2 separate regions of the Oryzias latipes genome follow, and region 2 is linked to region 1. The links are chromatin contacts, called in public Hi-C maps. All regions are on one chromosome and are shown on one strand. The core of a region is the stretch at or near the end of the contact, and the rest is flanking DNA. Distances in the headings are between cores, read along the strand shown.

Region 1 (5,041 bases), core at 2,368-4,867:
TTTTAAGTGAAAGAGTCCTGACCTGGAATTTCACAGATCCATGTCAGAAGAGTCTGAACACATCACAGTTAGCATCTGCATTCTCACCCTGTCCATCCAGCCTCCTCTCAGTCTTTCTTGTGGTTTGTCTTTCTCTTCTTCCCATAAACCTCCTCTTCATCATCGCAACACATCAACAAATTTACACTTTTATCATAAATGTGACAAAAAGTTCAGAGTATTATTGTTATGGATTTGAGGAGGTGCAAAACTATTTTTGGCTGAAATTCTCACTTTGCATAAACAAAAAAAGGCCTTTAAAATGAAAAGGGGAAGTGTCACAGTTTTATCAGTGACTCAGACAGCCTCTTTGTCTCTGAAACACTTCTTTCATTTTTGTCTTAAATATTCTAGGAATAAAAGTGCATCTAAAGTGAAAAAATATGTTTTGGGATTCCATTTAAAAGTAGATTTTTGCGGAATAAATGTCTTGCAGAAAAAAAACTTTTTGCTTAAAAATGATAATATTTAGTAAATATTTTTTATTTACTTTAGAAAGTAAATAAAATAATTTACTATTATATTAATTATAACAATTTGCCATATTGTGTTACTATTAAAATCAGATGAAAGTGTTTGAAATAAAATTTTAAAATCTGTTTTTTTTTCAAAATTAGAACATTTATGAAGTAATTTTCTGTATTAGGAGCACATTTTTTTACATGCAGTATGCTTCTATGCCAACTACACTCCTAAATAATCAAATAAATACGTCAATAAAACCTTTATTGGTCTCAAAATTGGGTTTTTTAGGCCTAGATATAATATTTTTTGAATTTTTGCGTTTTTTTCATTATATATGTTTTATTTTACAATTTTTGTTTGAAAAAGTATATTATTCATTTCATTATATTAATATTATTTAATTTTAATATTAGATCATTTTGGTGAACGCGTGGAAAAACGGGGACGTGGGGCTGCGGGGGGAGGACGGCCGGCACGGCGGATCGTCCCACCGGAATGGGCCGCCTGCTGAGAAACCATGGGTGGTTTGAGTTCTGACTTTGTGGTCTCTTTAATATACTGAGGGACGACAGTTTGCCTTGCTAAGATATGGGATTAGGAGTATTTCTACTGAAAGAGGAGTTAAGTCGGGCTAGTGTGGACGGTCCCTCCCCTGCAAAAGGCTGAGACAGAATTACAGCTTGTTGGACCGGTGTCCCGCCGTCACCATGGAGACTGATCTACTTGGGTGTTCCAGTCCACGGGCTGCAGCGCGGAGCATAAAGGTGCGGCAGGACCCTGAAAAACTCTGGAAAATGGGCTGCTCCTGATTGGAACTATTACCCTTGAGGGGCTGATCAATATCTGAATCGAAGAATTCGCTTTCTCATGCAAGAATCGATTATTAAGGCCTTTATACATTAAATTATCAGGTTGATCTACATGTTTCCCGCCTTCATTTATTAACATTATCAAAATATGTGTCACATATTCTCTTCTATCGAAATGAAGTGATAAAATGCCTATTTTTCCGCCGTGGAGTCTGTAGCGCAGACGCCCATGGGTGGATGCCGTTCGGCTTATGTCTTATCCTGAGTCATTTTCAAAGCGAGGCCCGAGCTCGCCAGGGAATTACAATGTCTGATTTAAAAGTCTGCAATGGTTATTAAAAGGTATTAAAAAAGAGAGATAAATTACATTAGCTTATTTTTTAACACTTGAATTAAAAAAGGAAACATTTTTATGTAGATCTAAAAGCGATTCTTGATGTAACAAATTCTTTAATTTAAAAAATTGATTTTTGTCGGCCTTGAAATGATGACGCATTGTGTTAAAAAATAAAAAATAAATCTAATTTTCGGGCCTCTAATAGAGATATACTCAAAATCCGACTATGGAAAATGCAGAGAGATCCGGGGATTATCGTTGAAAAATGGATCAACAAGCATCTTTTTATTTGGTTGCTATTTCAACAGAATCTTTAGATGACATCTTCAGGACAGAACACCCCCGCGTAATGTCGGAATATCGGGATGGTGCAATGCTGTGGCCTCGGCGCGTGTTTGACCGCCAGGATGGCTACCTTTGAACCGGCAAAGATCCAGGAGGCCATTCCCTCCCCCGGAGTGCGCTGAAGGGGGTTCAACCGGGTTATCCCACCCTGAGATATCAAATTGGTGTGAGGGGGGGGGGCTAAATTATGTTTTAAAGAGCCCTTCGAGCACTTAAACGGTTTTTGTATTAATTTCTCCTCAACTTTGCTAATATTATTATTATTATTATTATTATTATTATTATTATTATTATTATTATTATTATTATTATTGCAATAATATCTGAAATATACACTTTTTTGCATAAATCAAAATTATTTTTTACATGAAAATGTTCTTGTTTGCGAATCGGTAAAAAAAAAAAGCTGCGCTGATTTGGGCGCGTGCTCAGACAGCCGCGGGGTCGGTTCTGTTAAGCTTTCATGCCTCCATGACATCTGTGCTGCAACATGATATCAATCAGCCGCACACTGCAAAAAATATCCAATAACAAGAGGCGCATCATCAGTCCCGGATCAAGAGGCGGTTATTCTTTCTTTTTGCAAAAACAAGTCCATCTCTAGTTTTTATTGTTATTATAAGTAAAATGATATATTCTTTTATGTCTTCGTTTAAGTTAAAATATTCATGTGGTAACCCTATTGTAACTTTCTTTCTTTTTTTTTTACATCTTCATCAGTTATTTCTTGTTGTACTTTTTGCAGTGCAGAAGCGCATCCCCTCGCAAGAGCTCCAACTATTCCTCCAGCTTATAACCTGCAGATCCTCAGCTTTGCACCACCCTGTCTCCAAATCCAACACTCCTTGTTTCCCATGACTTTAGGATCCCATCCTCTGCTCCCCCTCCTTCTAGTCGAGCCCGAAAATTACCCCGGACCCTCAAGAGTTCACGAATAAAAAAAAGTTTTTAAAAGAAATATAGCATTTTGGTGGATATAATAAAAGCGTCATACCTGTGCAAAATAGCTGCTGCATGTCGTTGGCAAAGCCACAGAGGAGCCCATTGTAGAAGCTCGCCTTCTGCCTTCTGCAAAGAGCTTCAGACATCACGGCATTTATTTGAGCTCAAACTCTGTCACTGTTGACTTTAGCACAAAGCAAAGATTTCACTGCCCTGCTAGTTAAAAAAAAAGATTATTTTACAGAGATATCGATCAGTGTACTATAAAAAAAATCAGCTCAGCATTATATGTCTAAAATGAATAGAACGAAATTTAATGTCTGTGTAAATTGACAGAGCTGCTGCGTCCTATTCAAAGTTTACACTTGTGCAATTTGGTTTGTGTGTGTACACTTCCTATATGTGGGCATAGCCTCCACTCAATTGTTTACTGGCTTTGTTTATTCGCAGATCACGCTGTTTAAAGTACGATCTAAAAGAGGGTCTGGAGAATGAACGCACACTAGGGCCCCGTGCGTTCAGAAGTCGACGGGGCCATTGTGTGGTTATAGGCTGCGGAGATGTCCCCCGTCCACGCACCGTCCCCGGCCTTGGATTTGAGCTTCCAGCAGGGAAGGGAAGGCAGCAGGAGGGCTCTCTGGATTCATGGACAAGCCTATCTTATCTAACTAGAGGGGAGGGCCCGACTACTTTGAAAATAGGGAGCAGACAATGGAAGCCCAGATTGTGGGGAGAGAAGTTAGAGCATCACATTCAGGCGGCCCTTTTTTCCAGAATCAGCCCCCTTTTTCTCCTGCGCCACGGGAGGCTGTTTTTATGGGACAATGACTCTTAATCTCATTCAGTGATCTAAACTTTGCATGCGCGTTCACGTGCGCGCGCCTGGGACTCGTGTAAAGAAAAAAGGGAAGAGACAGATGCGGGGGGAAATGAGTGACATGGATGCTGCTTGACTGACACCTACGTATACTCTGTGTGGGGGAATTTAAATCAGAGATTAAACGAGCGTTAAATCTCATAATCGGACTTTCATAAATATTTCTATATTGGTAAATTTGCCTGCATGTGCGCGCGCAAACAGTCTAATAGACTAATGTGTGACTTTAAAAAAATTCCTGTCCTGTTTATAACAATTTTTGTTGAGATTTTACCAAAAATATTCAAAATTTTATAAAACAGTGTGTAAGCAAATGCTGATTTTTGACTCCCACACCCCTCCATCAATATATCCATTTGCGTTTGGGATTAATGAGCATATATTTGTTTTGTTTGCATTTCCTGTGAGACAAATTGAGAGCATTGTACCCGGTTTTATGAAGCAAATCTATTAATCCGCTGTGGAAAGTATGCGCCTTTATTGGAGCATCACGTGGGTGAGAATATGTTTGTTTTTTTATTGAATAAAAAAAGACACAAACATGCTAAACTCCTTGTGTTTTTGACAGGTTATTTGTGATATTTCATGATCGATTTAATTGCCCAATAATTTATTCTTGGTCACATTTATATTTTGTGTGTTTATTTAATAGAAAAATTAGGAATACAGTTTGAATAAACGTTGTTACTGTTTGTACTTTATGCAAATTGAACGCCTAAATTCCAGTTTCCGTCTTATATAGCTTGGAAAACAGGGATTTCAACTCCTTTTTGCACAATTGTGATAATGTTAAAAATAATAATTTAAACACCGACATGTTCAGAAAGCAAAACAATAACACTTTAATATAGATTCTATTCTTGTCACTACAAGAATACACATATACAGACCATAAATAGGAAATACACAAATGACTGAACAGATCTGGCAAAGAATTCAAACTGGTTTCTGTGTCCACTTATGCAAACGTGAATATCTTACAGCAGTTTTTGTGTCTTTGGGGTCCATCTTTGAAGCGCAACACTTTATTCTCCTTACAGTCTAACAAGCTCAACAACTAAAACGGTGAGAAAGGTCAAAAATATCTCAAATACATATAGTACACAAAGTCTATATTTTTTTGTTTTTGTTTTTTACAAATGTACAAACTGGAATGGGGGTGGGGGGCAGTCTGCATACAGGGAGCCTACGAGGAGTTCATGATTGGCCTGGAATAGACCCCTTGGT
Region 2 (5,233 bases), core at 1,864-4,363, 110 kb before region 1:
AGACACTTATACAAAAAGCATGCTTCATTAACCAGTTGAGAAAACCCCTCCACTCAATGAAAAATTATTACTGGAAAGCTATACAGAGCTACGATTCAGATTTTATTGAAAAGTGAGGCACATTTATGACATTGTTGGGTTTTGGAGATGAGATGCTGAAAAAGCACGAGCATCTCCCCAGAAGAGCAGGTGCGCGCACATGCGTGCACGCCTACGGGGTTTCTTTACTGATTCAGTCATAAAAGGTTTCCAGACCATTTTTTTAAATAACGTAAAATCAGTTTAAGGCATCTTAAAGATCTCCAGTTCCTGCAGAAACGCACTCTCACATCCCCTGTCCATTTGAAATCATGAAAAATAGAACTTTAAGTTCGACTTAAGACTTTAAAGACAAAGCACACTTGAAGAAGTTTATCCTTTGATGACACTTAAAACCAACACCAATATTTACCGTCTGGGGTCGTTGCACCTTGCGGGCGTCAGGTGTCGATTGGATGAACCGACTTGTGGCAGATCTTAGGGAGATTTGGAGAGAAATGGGTCGTGCCTGTTTTAGGTTTTGGTGGATTAAGAAATCGCCAATATTTGGAAAACCGCATGAAATATCAGCATTTTTTAAATGTATTTGTCTTCAAAGGACAACGCAATCTTCATGATCTAACGCCCGGTTCCCTTTTTGACATGAAAACTCCCAAAGGGTCTGTTTTAGGCATTAGTAGGGGTAGACATTGCATACAAATCCACGAAAGTGGAAAAAGCAATAAATTGTATTGAGAATTAATCGTCAGGCAGTCATTTTGCTGTCAAAGACACACATTTTGGACACAGAAAACGCCCTGAAATGCGTCAATGTAATGTTTTGGCTTATTCATAAAATATATATATATATGTATATATATTTTTTAATCTTCTAATCTAATTCGTATATAATACATTTTTCTTCCAGTGCGCAATGATTGTACAGTTTACAGTTGCGGTGATCTTTGCGCGCGAAAGAAGATGAAAATAAAGTTGATTTAAATTTTAGTTTTAAGAACGGGATCCGAGGTTTTGGTGTTTGTGTTTGATTTGTGGTATGAGGGCCTGTATGGTGTGAACACATTGTGAATCCTGGAAAAGGACGAGATGTTGTTTGTTACACAAGACAAACAAACACCAGGCGCCGGGGAGAGACTCACCGGATGCAAAAGGCAACGCAATGTGTTGGCAGCAAATCACTGAGTTTCTCACGCAGCCTTTTCCTTCAAACAGGCTATATTCCATAAGCATCTTCTGATGCTTATAGAATCTTAACAAGCATGATTTTTTTCCTACAAATGTATAATAAAAGGCATTCAACATATTACAGTGTTAACTTAACCGTTAAAGTTTTTTGGGGATACAACCTGAACGATTTTTAGCATTGGTAAATATTAAATCTAAATTCCCATTCAGCATTTAACAAACCCTCTAAAACCAAGCAAAGAAAGGTTATATGTAAAAAATAATAAAAATAATAAATTCAAGCAAAAAATAAAAAAAATAATCTAGAAAAGTATCAATTTCAGATACACGCGCTCTCATTTTTTCCTTAAAAATAAACGCATTGCAGCCGTCGGTTTGTCAATTGTACTGATGTTTTATTAATCATAAATAAATCTATATGCTAGTATGTCAAAATAAAGTCATACAATGTCAACAATAAAACACAAAAAACAAACAAAAAACCATTAGAACAGCATTTAAAAAAGCTATAGATTGTGATTCGTTAGTTAGAAATAAACATCAAAGTAAAATAAAATGTAGAAAATATCATGTCCATAAACGCACCTTTCTTTGTTATCCAAAATGTTGGAGTTTCAAGGATTATTTAAGAAAAAATGTTAATTGCACAAATCCATCAAGCCACATAATGTTCAGACAACACGATGCAGTTCCTGCTGCGTCCAGATGAGGGAAGTCCTGCAAGTCAAGAAGTGGACAGAATTCAGGGATGACACAGAAAAGTTGATAAATGCAAAGAGGCTCGTTTTTCATCAAAAGTTGATTCACAGTCTTGAGAAACGGTCGGTTTTCCCTGCAGATCCTGTAGCGCTTCCCACATGCAAATGCAGCTCATCACACAATTATTATTCTCGGCGTATTCAAATTAGGAAAAAAAAATGGGTAAAGAAAAATTAATTGTTTCCTTTATATTTAGAGTGAGTCCAAAAGAGGATATCTTCTCGAGCACCCAGATAGCTTTATCCCAAGCAGCCTAATGCTTTCCATGTGTCCTAAGTTCTGGATGGTGGAGTGCAGCAGACTCAGAATGAGAGGAGGGGTGAGGTAGGTGGGAGTGTGCGTGGGGTGGGGGATAGGGACCCTGCACCTTGTTACCATTGGGTCGACTGTAAAGTTTTACTAGTAACGTTTTGTGAGCTTATAAACGATACCTTCTAAACTTGCACAGGAAACTCAAAAAACACGCTGTGATAATGTACGTCTCTGGAATCCAGTCGATATCTTATAGTCTGGGGGCTCTGCAATCTACAAACGTATCGATTACATGAGAACATTCCCATCTTTGATGCTCTGCATTAAATGAAAGACCCGCTGGTGATGAGGGAGTTTCCATGTTCTCTCAGATGGGTCGGTAAAAGAATCCCACCTGATCCACTTGATGGGCTTTAAATATAATAAATAAATAAGGAAAATATTGGATTCATGTGAAAAATATCTTTCCATTTTATTCTGTCTTTAAATTTTAAATTACATATTTGTAGAAGGAATTTCAAAGGTGTGATTTAGTCCAAGTACAACCAAAAAGCTATTTTTTAATTACTGCATGAATTCAAAATAAGAAAATATTCATATTTAGGAGCAGCTGAGAATATTGGCAGCAGGCTTCTCTTTAAATCCATCTCGCGTGATGCGTAAATTCTTACCAGAGCGCTTCATGTTGGATGAGAAGTTTCCCTCTCTGCCACTTCCCCTATGCAAAATATTAGAGGAGGCAGCGCAGCTCCAAACCGGATGGGGTTTGTATTGGCTGACAGCATTTTCCAGCTCAGGAGGACCAATGAAAGCAGAGTACAGGCTCGGCGTATAACAGCGAAGATTGACGTGGAGGACGCGTCAAATCAATTCCAGCAGACTCCGGACTCCCCGGGATAAGTCCAATTTGCATTTATCGGATGAAGATCGCGTCGGCGCCCCTGTAGCCGCTTGCTTCCGAAAATATAAAGAAGGGGAGAGCGCTGAAGCCGAACGAGTTGGAAGGAGCCTGCTTTTTCCTTCTTCTTGGATTCATTCTTCTCGCTCCCCCTTCGCTCTCTGACTTCGCCCGAAAGCACAGATCCATTTGAGGGGACACCTACATTTCCTGAAATATACAGACAAATGGGTAAGCCTTACTGTCTGCATGGTTCAGTGGCAGGGAGGCTATGGAAGCTTAACCACGCCTGCGTAAAGAGCAAAAAATGCGCATTAGTTTGTCATCCTTTATTTATAAGGATCTTGAGCTTGTAGTTGTTTTTTTCATGTTTTTTTCTAGTGTTGTGTGGCATGAATGTGAAGACACGGCTTTGGGTTGCAGATGCCTTTGATGGGTTCTCTGTCTGTTCTATAAACTCGTTATATGTAATGTTGTTTTTTTGTTGTGTGCGCACGGGTGCTGGAGGGATGGCCAGCCGATTCATTTGCACATTTCTGAACAGTTGCAAACTAGCGGGTTTACAAAAGTAGCTGCCAATCTGTGTGGTGCAACTTTCTGACCTCAGAAATTTGCACTGGCACAACTTTAATGCAAGAATTAAATCTTAAAGTTTTTTGTGATAATTTCCTTCAGTTTTAAATAAATTGTAATGTAAGAGTATTTGGGGTTAAATATTATTTTTGTTTCTAGAGCAAACCTATGGAGAGGTGAACCAGCTTGGCGGCGTTTTCGTCAATGGGCGACCCCTGCCCAATGCCATCCGGTTAAGAATAGTGGAACTGGCGCAGCTCGGGATCAGGCCCTGCGACATAAGCCGGCAGCTGCGAGTCTCTCATGGCTGCGTGAGCAAGATTTTAGCGAGATACAACGAGACTGGCTCCATCTTGCCCGGTGCCATCGGTGGAAGCAAGCCACGGGTCACGACGCCGAACGTGGTTAAAAATATCAGGGAATACAAACAGAACGACCCCGGGATCTTTGCCTGGGAGATTCGGGACAGGCTTTTGGCAGACGGCGTTTGTGACAAGTACAACGTCCCGTCTGTTAGTTCGATCAGCAGGATTTTACGCAACAAGATTGGGAACCTCTCTCAGCCTAACCAGTATGAAAGCAGCAAGCAAGCCTCCGCGCAAGCCGGGCTCCCCTACAACCACATTTACCCTTATTCCTACCCCAACACCATGTCGCCCCCCAGCACCAAAATGGGAAGCCCTCCCGGAGTACCAGTGACGCCGGGACATGTGAGCATATCCAGGGCTTGGCCTTCTCCGCACACCGTCAGTAACATCCTGGGAATACGCGCCTTCATGGATCCCACAGGTGAGGAAAAAGCCGCGTTTTGTCTCCTTCCTGTTTGCCTGCGTGATTGTCAAAACATTACTCAAAACAACCCGTCCCGGCATCAGGCAGAACAACTTGTCCATTAAAACTTATAGGCCTCCATTTCAGCGTTCAGCCAGGACGCAGTAAGGCCACGCTCAATCAATGGGCCTTTTCATGGAGTGATGCGATGGCAAACACCTTGCTCACCTGTTACATCCAGCCTGATCCTTCAAGTGTTTCACGAGGCTTCCTGTCTCCCCTTTAAACTGCTGCTAGAAGTCGCACTTTAGGGTGTTTGTAGGAAGTGATTTAATAAATTACACAAAATAGATAAAATAATGCTCTCATTTTATAAGTACATATGTAAATATGTATTTATTTAATATCACAATATAAAGATTTGAATTGTGAAATATTTGAAAATAAATATTTTGCTTGTAAATATTGTCTTAAAATCAATTTTATTTATATATTTAGAATTTTTTATAATAACCCAATAATATGCGTGCTAATTAAGTGGAGTTTCTTTTCACAGCAAAATCTAAACTGACCTCAACCCACATAAAAATATATATTTTAAATGTTTACATGTATTACTCTGTGCAGGCTTTAGTTTTTACATATCTGTTTCATTTGCAGCTATTGCAGGGACGGAGGGATACCCACCAAAGATGGAGGAGTGGAGCAGCGTCAACAGAGCAGCTTTTTCTGCGCCCCACACGGTCAACGGGATCG

The links. Hi-C and Micro-C count contacts between places; a contact is called where the count stands out from the background.
Region 2: a contact with region 1 is called in a Hi-C map of embryo, with 1.5 times the contacts expected there. The contact joins the promoter of pax1 here to the enhancer-like site in region 1. A contact is called at or near these places in 2 of 5 Hi-C or Micro-C datasets (both in embryo).

The regions. Positions count from the first base shown.
Region 1 is chr22:16,311,032-16,316,072 of ASM223467v1, reverse strand. It overlaps foxa2 (Me-HNF3b protein), which reads right to left. Exons shown (of 2, transcript NM_001104692.1): 2 at 4,753-5,041. The coding sequence ends at 5,001. Among protein-coding and RNA genes, the nearest start is that of foxa2, 4.3 kb to the right of the region's middle. Within about 2 kb of position 3,617, at least 4 of the 8 cell types and tissues checked have an H3K27ac peak or open chromatin away from gene starts, as enhancers often do. A contact at or near this core is called in embryo, where this site is marked.
Region 2 is chr22:16,416,691-16,421,923 of ASM223467v1, reverse strand. pax1 (paired box 1) reads left to right here and starts at 3,113. Exons shown (of 5, transcript NM_001172049.1): 1 at 3,113-3,364; 2 at 3,866-4,495; 3 at 5,138-5,233. The coding sequence starts at 3,361.